Linked DNA regions of Anas platyrhynchos: region 2 is linked to region 1. A link is a contact called in public Hi-C data. All regions are on one chromosome and are shown on one strand. The core of a region is the stretch at or near the end of the contact, and the rest is flanking DNA. Distances in the headings are between cores, read along the strand shown. Region 1 overlaps MAP3K7 (mitogen-activated protein kinase kinase kinase 7). Region 2 holds the start of GJA10 (gap junction protein alpha 10).

Region 1 (5,381 bases), core at 2,111-4,610:
TTCCCCCAGCAACTTCAATGACCAGACTAGAAGTAATCACTTGGGCAAATGAAGACACAGCGATGCTTTAAACCTTATAAATATGTAAATGCCTGCTGTTAGACTCTCTCTTACTGATGGTAGTCTGAAAATGACTCACTTCACTGTTACAAAACTAGTTTCCAAATAAATCAAGTACAGACTAAGGTTTTCTAGACTCAATTTCTTTTGCAATTAGATTTTACTGTTCTTTAGTAACTGTCTAGTCTCTGCATGTGGGTCTCACTGGCAGGGGCTAAATTTGTGGGAGCTGAAAAAAACACAGAAAGGTGTAATCAGTTATATCAGCTAGCTATTCTGCTACCTCAGAGACCAGGTGTCAAGGAAGAAGAAAATCTCCCAAATATGAGCTCTTAGACAATTAAAAAACAAATCTGATTCTCAATGTTCATCCTAATTTGCACCTTTCATGATTTGTCACAGCAGGATTATTCTGAGAAGAGATCAAGTTCTTAGCCTGAGGTTCTGCTTGTGAAGTAGCTAGATGTTTATCTAGCTAGGCCGGAGAGTTTTTCTGCCCCTCCTTGTTCGGGTCACTGAGCTGGTAAAAAGAAGCTGTTGCTGCTGGTAGTGCTCACAGGAGTACACACTACCAGCTCCATCCACTGCTGGCAAGGAATGGCCTCTTCAGCTGTGTCTGAGCAGAGCTGGTGAAGGCTGAGGGTTTGCCCAGGTGGTGCAGGCCCTAAAACATCAGAATTGCAATAGCAGAGATTGAAAACTCAGCTTGACCTATAACAGTTTTCTGGGGGGTCAACTCAGCTCCCCAGCAGTGTTTGTAAGGCTTTTTACCCTTTCCTTTCAGCACTGGGAAGTCAAAAAGCAACCATGAAGTAAAACCAGGGCCTCCCTTGTGCCACTTCATGCTGTTCCTTTGTCAGTGCTTTTGGAGCAGGACTCGTGCCAGGGCTACAGGTGTATTTTCCTGATCGAGAGGCAAGATGCAGCATACTGGTGATCTTGGCCTTTGTATTTTATTGTTTAATCTAAACAAAATTTCCAACTCCCTCCTCAGCCATTTTTTTGACACACAGTGCTTTTGATGAGCGTAAGACTGTCCCAATCCTCCAATTTTGCTGCAGCTCCAGCATCTCCCAGCATTCACAGACACCTGGAGCAGTTGTTAGGCCCCCCCTAACAAATTTATGAGCCCTCCTCTCCCCACCAAGGCTGCCAACATGCAGCTATTGTGCTTCACTCATTTAAAGCACAGCTGCAGCGATCAAAATGGCTCCTTGTGCTGCCTCTGTCTTGGGTCCTATCTACGCAGTGGAGTGACAGAAATATTTTGTGCCTGGCAGCCCCACAGGGCCCAGGCTGAGCTCAGAGGACAAGCTAAATTAGCTTCACCTCCTACCTCCCAAACAATTCTCAGCTATGCTCTAGCCCTGCTGCTGCTGCTGGTGATGTAAGAAACTTTAATAAGAGCCTGATTTGCACGTACCAGGTTTAACTTTTGGGAGGCAGCTGTCTGAGGAGCCCTCTGGCAACTGGCAAAGGCAGACTGGCCTCTGGGACCTTGTGAGAACAAAGACGCCCACAGCATCCCTTCTGCAGCAATGGCTGGGTGAATCCACATCCTCACCTCACTGGACTACGTAGTCCCTCCCTTAGGCTGACGTTTGTAAAACTGCCAGTTTTCTGAAGGGAATCCGAGTAGTCCTAAAGGCACATGGGGTTGGCACCAGTTATGCTCCAAAAAGGGCTCAGAGCAAACTATACTTGATAGGATTTTTTTTTTTCTCCACTGATTTTCTGCTGTAAGCTAGAATTGTGACCCGTCCTGTGTGCTGAGCCAATATGCTATATGAATGAATGCAAGTCACTCCTTGGTCCTCTGCCTAAATACCTCAGGAGAACAGCCTACACAAGCAGCTGCTCCACTGCCTCTCCCTTTCAACGCTGCTGGAAGGGAAAAGAGTTTGGGAAATGGCAAAATCCTTGCATTTCCCCTGGTTTACATGCCAGTGTTAAGAGATTTGTATTTACACTGGGAACACCAACTGCTGGTCTGAGGGAAAACAGCTGAGTCTGGCAGGGGCATGGCACAGCTGGGGCACACAGCATCATGCCCCCATCTTCTCCTGGCACTTTGACCCCAACAAGGCAGGGACTCCATTCCACCCCTGTCCAGCTCTGCCTCTGCCAGTGCCTTTTGCTTGATAAGAAGTTAGAAACCTATCCAGCCTTCATGCATCATTCTGCTCCTCTTTCCACCTATTAAAGGCAGCAGTTCCCATAGCTGCCTTTGACTACCACCACTCTCCAAGTTGGAAAGGGGTTAATGGCAAAGCAGGCCTAATGATGTGAACACAAACCCATTTTATCCCTTTAAAGTATCGCAAGTTTTTAGCTACTTAATGAAAAAAAATCATAGCTGTGTGCTTTACATCAATACTTGTTTAGGTTAAAGTCCTGGGATTAGCGGTGATTTTAAAGTATTTTAAGACAGCTTTTTATTACTAATGATAAATTATTTGGTTTAATGAAAGAGCAAAACTGAATTTAAGTATGCCCCCATGACTAGTCAGAGTGCAGGTGTGAAGTCAAAATATTTGTAGCAAATCTGTCAAAGTGCAGTGGGAGATTGGAATTGTCCCTGCAAGCAGAAAAGGGTCACACAGGCACAGAAGATAATCAATGTATGCTCTTACATGCACAAATCTGTATGTATCTGTCTTTATCTTCTTTATCTCTGGAACTTTATCTTCACAGGCAGAAAGCACTGCTCATCTAGTGACATTTTAAAAGTAACTAAAAGGTAACTACAGCAGGCTTACCGGTCTCAGGCTCAGCAGATTTTGGTAATAAAAGTAAATCTATCAATGTGGATTTGATACTTGCAGTTCTCCATACCTATACACATTAGCAGTACGCATAAATGCACATAAACATATACACAGACTAGCTTTTTAATGATTCTCCTCTTCAACCAGTTCAGCACATGGAAACGCATTCTGAGGGGTCAAGTGGGTACCTGTATTGCCCAAGTTGTTCAAAGCAGCTTGAAACAGATCTGAAGCATGATTTTGTCTTCTTCACAGGCAAGGAGACAGTTAACAGGTTGCATCCATCTATGGTATGTCAAAGGAAACTCTTAAACAATAAAAGCCATTATGACTAGAATAGAGAAGTTCCAGGGGAAGGAATTCATCCACACTGAACAAGAGAAGATCGCGCTCATCTTTTTACAGAGCACCAGTATAAAAGATGTGGCATTCTTAAAATATCTCGATATTCGGTCATGACCAAGACTATTCATCCAACACCCTACTTCAGCACACAGGAAGGGAAGAGCTAATAACAGAAGAATTTTCGTTTGGTGGTGGGAACAACTGCATGATGATTATCCCCCAGCCAGTGTGGGATTTCATCAGAGATCAAGGATGTCCTGGCAAGTGTTGGGGCACTATTACATGTTTGTGGAAGTCTCTCAGCTTTTATTAACTAGATTCCTGAAAATGTAATAAAACCCTCCAGCAGAAAGCCACACTGCTCATTCCTGAATCATATGAAATCATTCACCATTTTATATACAAGTTTTGAATTACAATCTTCAACTTCTCATCAGAAAAAAAACACAAATAAGCCTAAAAAAGCATTTTTGGTAGAACTGCACAGTGTACAGAAGCATACTTTCAATTATACAATATCTTACAGAACACATACTTTAACAAAAAGCAGAGCCTGTTACTTTTTCTGAGAAGGCACTGCCCAGACAAAAATTAGATGTTTCACCTCCATTACTAGAGGAACGGCTTTAACTGGACAAAAGAGTACATGAAAAACTTCCTGAACACTCCAGATAGCTTAACAGAAAAATAAAAGTACATTTGTAAACAACTTTCAAACAAGAGCCTTAAGAAAATAATAAGTCACTAGAAAATTAAGCTGTTAAACTCTTAGTTGCCCAAACTGCTATGTTCTACACTTTTTTGATACACAAGTTTTGCCACACAGAACACCTCACTGAAAATTATAGGCAAATAATTAAAAAAAAAAAAAAAAAAGGTGCAATTAAGAAAGAGACAACTTGAAAGCCAAAGGTCAAACTCCAAATTCCCTTTGTAAATAGCAAGAACAGCAATATAACCTAAATAGTGAACAGAGCCAAGTTCAACAGCGGGCCGGTAGCACAGCACTTATTTTACAATCTGAGACCCTTTTTAATCTAAACTCTGAAAACTCATAAACAACTGTTAGAAGTGACGCTTGTATTAGGTACCATAAAGCTAGCACTGCATTCACTTCCATTATTCAGACTTTGCCATAAAGTGACTTTTCATATGCAATGCTGATTTATTTTAAACAAATCTGTTTTATGATGAGGCAAAGCATAAAAACTGTCCTGGGAAATGATTTTGTGTATGTAATTATCAACCAAGCATCTCAAGTCGAGCGTTGGCATTTATGCTGCCCTACTGGATGCTTAAGCATATGTTAAGCAAGCTGCTGAACACGGAGTGTGTCCATTTTGGTAGATGGACAGATGTATGCGAACAGCAATGCTTTGGATAACTTGTGCTATTCCTAATACTACAGTTATTTTCTCCACCAATTACATTTTGCTATAAATATGTGTGCCCTTAAGTTGATCCCAATATCAGTTTCAGCTAACTAATCAAATTATCTGCTAAGGTTTGGGGAATGATAACCCTTCCTTTATTTAAGTAAAAGAGGGAAGCACTTCTTACTCCCAGAAGTTTGCCAACAGTAGATTTATTTTCAAGACAGAATGACACCATTCAGTAAACTGTCAGCCACTTTCGTTGTTCACAGATACGTTCACAAGATGTTTATTATAAGGGGAAGAGAAAAATACTGTGATATTTTTACCATGAATGTTTTCTCCAAGTTCTGTTAATGGGCTCCTACAAATAATTATTCATTTCAAGTACGCAGAAATCAAAGGTCGGGTTACCTCTCCTACTTTGAGGGCTCAGCAGCTATATTTCAATTTTCTATTTTTCCTTTGCAAAAGAATGTTAAAACCCTGCCCATAACTGAGTACACCAGGAGCTTATGTAAGGAATAATTTCTTATTATATTTAGAAATGCCTCATTTCTTTACCAGTTAGGAGTTAACTCATAAACCAAATAATCAATCTGCAACGTAAACGAGTAGTTGTTTTCTCCCATGTAGAAATGGTAAATAATGAGACTGATAATTACATATTCTGCTTGAATTCATTAAATGCAATTCTTCAGTCACAAAGGCAGCAGGCATTCTGAGATGGACTTCAAAGGAAGTATGTTCAGATGAGTGGAGTAACTGAGATTCCTGATGAAGATTGAAGCCATTTCCCTCATTTTCTTAATAGCTTCTGCCATTTCCATACTTA
Region 2 (5,381 bases), core at 1,518-4,017, 280 kb before region 1:
TCCTTCTGCAATGCCCTAACAAAGAATAACCAAGGGCTTTCTCCTAAGGTAAGCAGAAGAAAAAAAAATCTTCCTAGGGAAGTTCTGAGCAAGTAGATACCCATCAGACTGATAGCAATTCAAATTAAAAACTAGGAGTATTTATATCTTAATATTTAATCTTTTTAGAAAAGCAGTTTTTCAGTGAAGATAGAAATTGATGAAAAATGGTCTTTTTGCAGTTTAGTTGTGGGTTATTACTCACTTCCTAATACGAGCTATAACCAGTGGATCAATTGAGCCTGTTCACAGGTGTTATCAGACTGGCCGTTCTCAGGATGCCAAATGTATATATTGCTACTTTTGAAGTGTAATGGCTGCAGGACGAAAGGAGAATTCAGACAGTGCCGTACTTCATTTTGACCATCCGTTCCAGTGCTATTTTAGTTTACATGTGATAAAATTTAAGAAGGTTTAACTCTGCAAATCACTTCTGATGAAATATTGGCACATATTTAAGGCAAAAGTGATTTGAATTGTGGAAAATTATTAAACGAACTTTAGAAGAAGTAAAGAAGTAACAAAAACAAGAAATTAAGAAATGTCTTCCATTAGAAATGGGGAACTTCCATCTGATTCTAACTATTACATGCATGAATGGTTAATGCTTAAAATTGTCATATAAAAATATTTGGACAGACATGAAGATTAGTCAGATTGTATAAGGAGAAATGTCCCACGTCTGTACAATCTAGAACTGTGTATTTTGTCAGACTAGGAATAATGATATCTCTGGTATTTTAGATTACTCTCTTACAGTAAACTGAAATTACTCTGTTACACTGGGCTCAAATAAGACCGGGGTGGGGGAAGGAAAGATGGATAAATTGTAAACAGAAGGCTATGAAGTAGTTTTGACTGACATCTTTGAAACTATGGCTTTCGTGGATATAGGTTACCTTTTTATTTTTATTATTATGTTATTACAGAACATTTACCATGTAAATATTCATACTGTGGTTCTATCAGTGCAGATTTTATGGGAAAGTGTCTTGGTATAGTAAGCTTACTTAGAGAATTAGTTAGACCATTCCTATAATTATCCTGCCCTGTCAGCTGTTGTAAAGGAAAGTCAAGGACAGTGTTGTTTAGATACTGATAGCAACAACAAAGAAACAAACGCTTGCATAGAGACACAGTTTATACTCCTCTTCTTGTCCTCACCCTGAGAGACATTAACTTTCTGTTCCAAAATGGACATTGACAATTCCTAGTGCTAGAAGAATGATCTCTCTTCATCTCTAGGACTAAAACATGTCTCATTTCCTGCACTTACATTTTAGCATCTTGCTCAATGCTCTTTTGTTCAGCCGCTGTGTCCTGCTGTCAGTCAGCCACCTTTCAGGGAAAGCTGTACCTAACAAGTCAGCAAGGATTACCCACTAGTACTTGTCCTCTTGAGTGTCTGGGTTGGGATCTTGCTCTGCATAAACCTCTACTGATCATACTGAAGGTGAATTATGTAATACAGACTCTTCTGTACATGCACTTTCAAGCTGTGCTGTTGGTTACAACTGAACATCTTTACTTGCAGTGTGGATAAATACAACCTCCAAGCAGATTCTTGCTCTGCAGGATCATATCATAAATCACCTCCAAGATATATTGATAACAGTGATATCACTCAGCTTTGCAATCAATCAAGATCATGGAAGATTTTAGGTATTGCAGCCAGCCGCTCTTCAGAAGCTTATAAATGGCACTTTACAAAAGGTTGTAGTTTAGTGGAATTTGGGAAGCTCTGAAAGTGCAGTAGCATACAAAATTTAAGTGAGAACCCTTAAGTGAATATGACCATAGTTGCTTTCAATATTTTATTGCCATGTTGGCAGGAAGAATTCCAGGAATACTACATAGAATGTGTGATGTATTCATAAATACACAAATACCTTACATTTCAATTCCCCACAATATCTGGAGCTCCTGAACAGCTTCTAGAGAAGTGGCTTGGAATCAAGCATCCTGCAGCAGAACATAGATCAGTTTGCTGATGAATCAGATTGCTTCTGGGAAAGAGGCAGTTAAAAAGATCATCTCACATTCACAGCTAAAAACCTTCCCAACACCCCATTACATATTTCCTGCTTTATTCATTTCATATGTTTAAATTTATTATCAAGACAAAGCATAACATTCCAGATAGAAATCCTAGAAACACTCTGACTTCAAGAATGATAGCCTAGAACTGAGACTATTTATACATGTACATTTATGTGTAAATTAGCTATGTACTTGTAGTTTTGGACTCCAAGGTAGAAACTTGTGGACTGCTATGCTGGTAGATAGGATAATAATGGACGGATGGCATTAATAATGCTACTACCTTGGAGTACCAAATTAAATTCTTCTTGGTCACAGTTTTAGGATACGTCTCAAAACTTTGTCAATGAAATGAAAGTAATGAGCCTGATATATTATTCCAGTTGTTTTTCACGCAAAGCTGTGGCATAGCCACAGACAAGCATAGAGTGGGTGTAGATTAATCTACTGTTGGCAGTGGATTTGCAAAGTAGGGGAGAAAAAAATCTTCTTTCCCAGTGGGAAGAAAATGCTGTAAAACTGCAGACAGTTAAGAAGTATTGTGGCTTATAGGTGAACGCAGTCTCTCTTAAGCTTAAAATAATCTCACATCTGAATCTTTCACTAGTAATCATGTCGGCATTAATTTAACAGCCCATTACATGGAAAATAAGGATGAATTTCTAAGCTCTCCTGCTATCAAAAGAATATACATGAAGCATCATTATTTTAAAAAAGATATTTAAAAAAAGGACCATTTTGAAAATAAATCCATCTGTGTATTAAATTAAGATCACTTTTTGCATTTCAGACATGAACTTCTGACCATGGGGGACTGGAACTTGTTGGGCAGCATCCTTGAGGAAGTCCACATCCACTCCACCATCGTTGGCAAGATCTGGCTCACGATCCTGTTCATATTCCGGATGCTGGTGCTGGGAGTGGCTGCCGAAGACGTCTGGGATGACGAGCAGTCGGAGTTCATCTGCAACACGGAGCAGCCCGGCTGCAGCAACATCTGCTACGACAAAGCCTTCCCCATCTCTTTGATCAGATACTGGGTGTTGCAAATCATATTTGTCTCGTCTCCGTCTCTAGTCTACATGGGCCACGCGCTCTACAGGTTAAGGGCTCTAGAGAAGGAGAGGCAGAAGAGGAAAGCCCACCTGCGGGCTCAGCTGGAGGACCTGGAGCCCCTGCCCGAGGAACACAAGAGGGTAGAGAGGGAGCTGCGGAAGCTGGAGGAACAGAAGAAGGTGAACAAGGCACCCCTGAGGGGGTCCCTGCTGCGCACCTATGTGCTACATATCCTGACCCGCTCGGTGGTCGAGGTGGGCTTTATGGTGGGTCAGTATCTGCTCTACGGCTTCCACATGCCCCCCCTTTACAAGTGCACCCGCCCCCCCTGCCCGAACACGGTGGATTGCTTCGTGTCCCGGCCCACGGAGAAGACCATCTTCATGCTTTTCATGCACAGCATCGCCGCCGTCTCCCTCTTCCTCAACATCCTCGAGATCGCCCACCTGGGCCTCAACAGGATCCACAAGACCCTGGCGGGCCGGCCGCGGAGGCCAGCGGGCCGGGCTGATGACCAAGCCGTCCCCTGCCACCCCCCCAGCAGCTCGGTGATGCCTCCTCGCCCTTCGGCCTCCCCGCCACCACCTCCCTCCTCCTCCTCGGCCATCGGGGGCTCGGGGCAGCACCGCAGACAGAGGCCACCGGTGTCCTCCAGCAGCGAGGAGGCTCCGCCAGGCATGGTGGGGACAGCGGGGATGGGGACGGGGACAGGGATGTCCCGCCGGCTGCCCCGCAAGCACAGCCGGGTGAGCGCCTGCAGGGACGTGGAGGAGGAGCGCGGCGAGTCCCCCGACAGTGGGCACTGCCCCGGCACCCGCAAGTCCAGCTTCCTCTCCAGGGTGCTGCCCGCCAGCCCCGAGGGCAGCGGCAACCGGAGCTCTGCCTCCCCAGGGGGCTCTGACACCAGCTCTGGGGCTGGCTCCCCGTCGGGCTGTGAGGGGCAGCGGAGCCAAGAGGGAAGTCCAACAGGCAGCCCCCCGCCACCTGCCGCCGCCACAGGACGACGGGTGTCCATGGCAAGTAGCACCCCGCTGCCCAAGGGGCAGATGGCGGGTGGGCAACTGGGGAAAATGGGGGGATTGGGGTGAACGGGAGGCTCTTGGGGATCAGTCCTGGGGAGAAGAGGGTGAGGTGGGGGTCTGGGAGGCATCTCCAGGCTTCCTGGCATGGCCCTGGCGTGGTGGGTCGTGCTGGGTGAAGGCTGCCCCCAGCACATCAGTCCCCCAGTGTGGTGAGAGCCAAAGCATCCCTGAGGGATTCAAAGACTCGCAAAGCATCACCAGGGCACCCCTGAGGGTCTCCAAGTCACCAAAGGTGTCTCCTTTTCACTCATCGCATCACCCCAGGGCTGCCATCTGTCCCTCAGTCAGCTCCGGCCTTCTTGACGCCCGAACAGCCAGAAGGCCACCACCATCCGATGGGTTGGCTTCTTTCGGCTCCAGGGGTGGCTCCCCAGGCTGGCCAGCGGGTGGCTCCCCAGGGTAGCTGCCCAGAGGGGAAACCAAAGCCTCTGCATATAAAACACCAAATTATCATGATCTCACCACCAACAGCTACAGAAAAGCATTCTGAGAAGCTGTTCCTGTTCTTTGGCTGGTCCAAACTTGCTTACACTCAGTGTTAATAAGGTCTTGTGCTTGCCTTCAAGCACCAAGTAGATTTTTATTTTATTTTTATTTTTTTAAATGAATTTGACTTCTGACTGCCTGGATCACGGGATTTATCCCCTGAGAACAACCCCCCCCAACTTCTTTACAAATTCTTGCAGGAGCAAGCCCTTAAATATCTTTTGACAGAGCATGTAAGAAACAGAAGATTGCTTCACACAATACTCAAAGTTGTCAGTTCTGCTTAATTTTTCCTCTCTCTTCCTAAAAATGCATGCTTTTATTAAATTTGAAGCATAACAAACACACAAAACCCCAAAATCTTCTGCGGTGAGAAGCAGAAAATGCTCTCACACATTGTTCCCCACCAAACTGCCTGTGAGCTCCATTTTTCATGGAGCTATAATTTCTACAGTATATAAATAGTGAGCATAAACCATGTTAAATCGCCACTTTGGTGCTATTTAATTACTTTCCACTTTGCTTTTTCGAATTTGGGGAGGTGGCCGAGAGCCCAGTCTGTTGCCCATCTGCTGTGTTTTGATACCCAGACGAGAAGGCTATTTAAAAAGGCTGAGTGCAGGAGGTACTGAGCAAGGCACCTGTTGAGAAGTCCTAGAAGGTACTTGGCAGCTGTTA

The links. Hi-C and Micro-C count contacts between places; a contact is called where the count stands out from the background.
Region 2: a Hi-C map of liver shows a contact between it and region 1, with 2.6 times the contacts expected there. The contact joins the promoter of GJA10 here to the enhancer-like site in region 1. A contact is called at or near these places in 2 of 8 Hi-C or Micro-C datasets (liver and skeletal muscle).

Annotation. Positions count from the first base shown.
Region 1 is chr3:82,008,085-82,013,465 of IASCAAS_PekinDuck_T2T, reverse strand. MAP3K7 (mitogen-activated protein kinase kinase kinase 7) reads right to left here. Exons shown (of 16, transcript XM_072036181.1): 16 at 3,547-5,381. Among named protein-coding and RNA genes, the nearest start is that of MAP3K7, 52 kb to the right of the region's middle. Within about 2 kb of position 3,360, at least 1 of the 8 cell types and tissues checked has an H3K27ac peak or open chromatin away from gene starts, as enhancers often do.
Region 2 is chr3:82,291,854-82,297,234 of IASCAAS_PekinDuck_T2T, reverse strand. It overlaps GJA10 (gap junction protein alpha 10), which reads left to right and starts at 2,767. Exons shown (of 1, transcript XM_027452966.3): 1 at 2,767-4,413. The coding sequence starts at 2,886. The coding sequence ends at 4,223.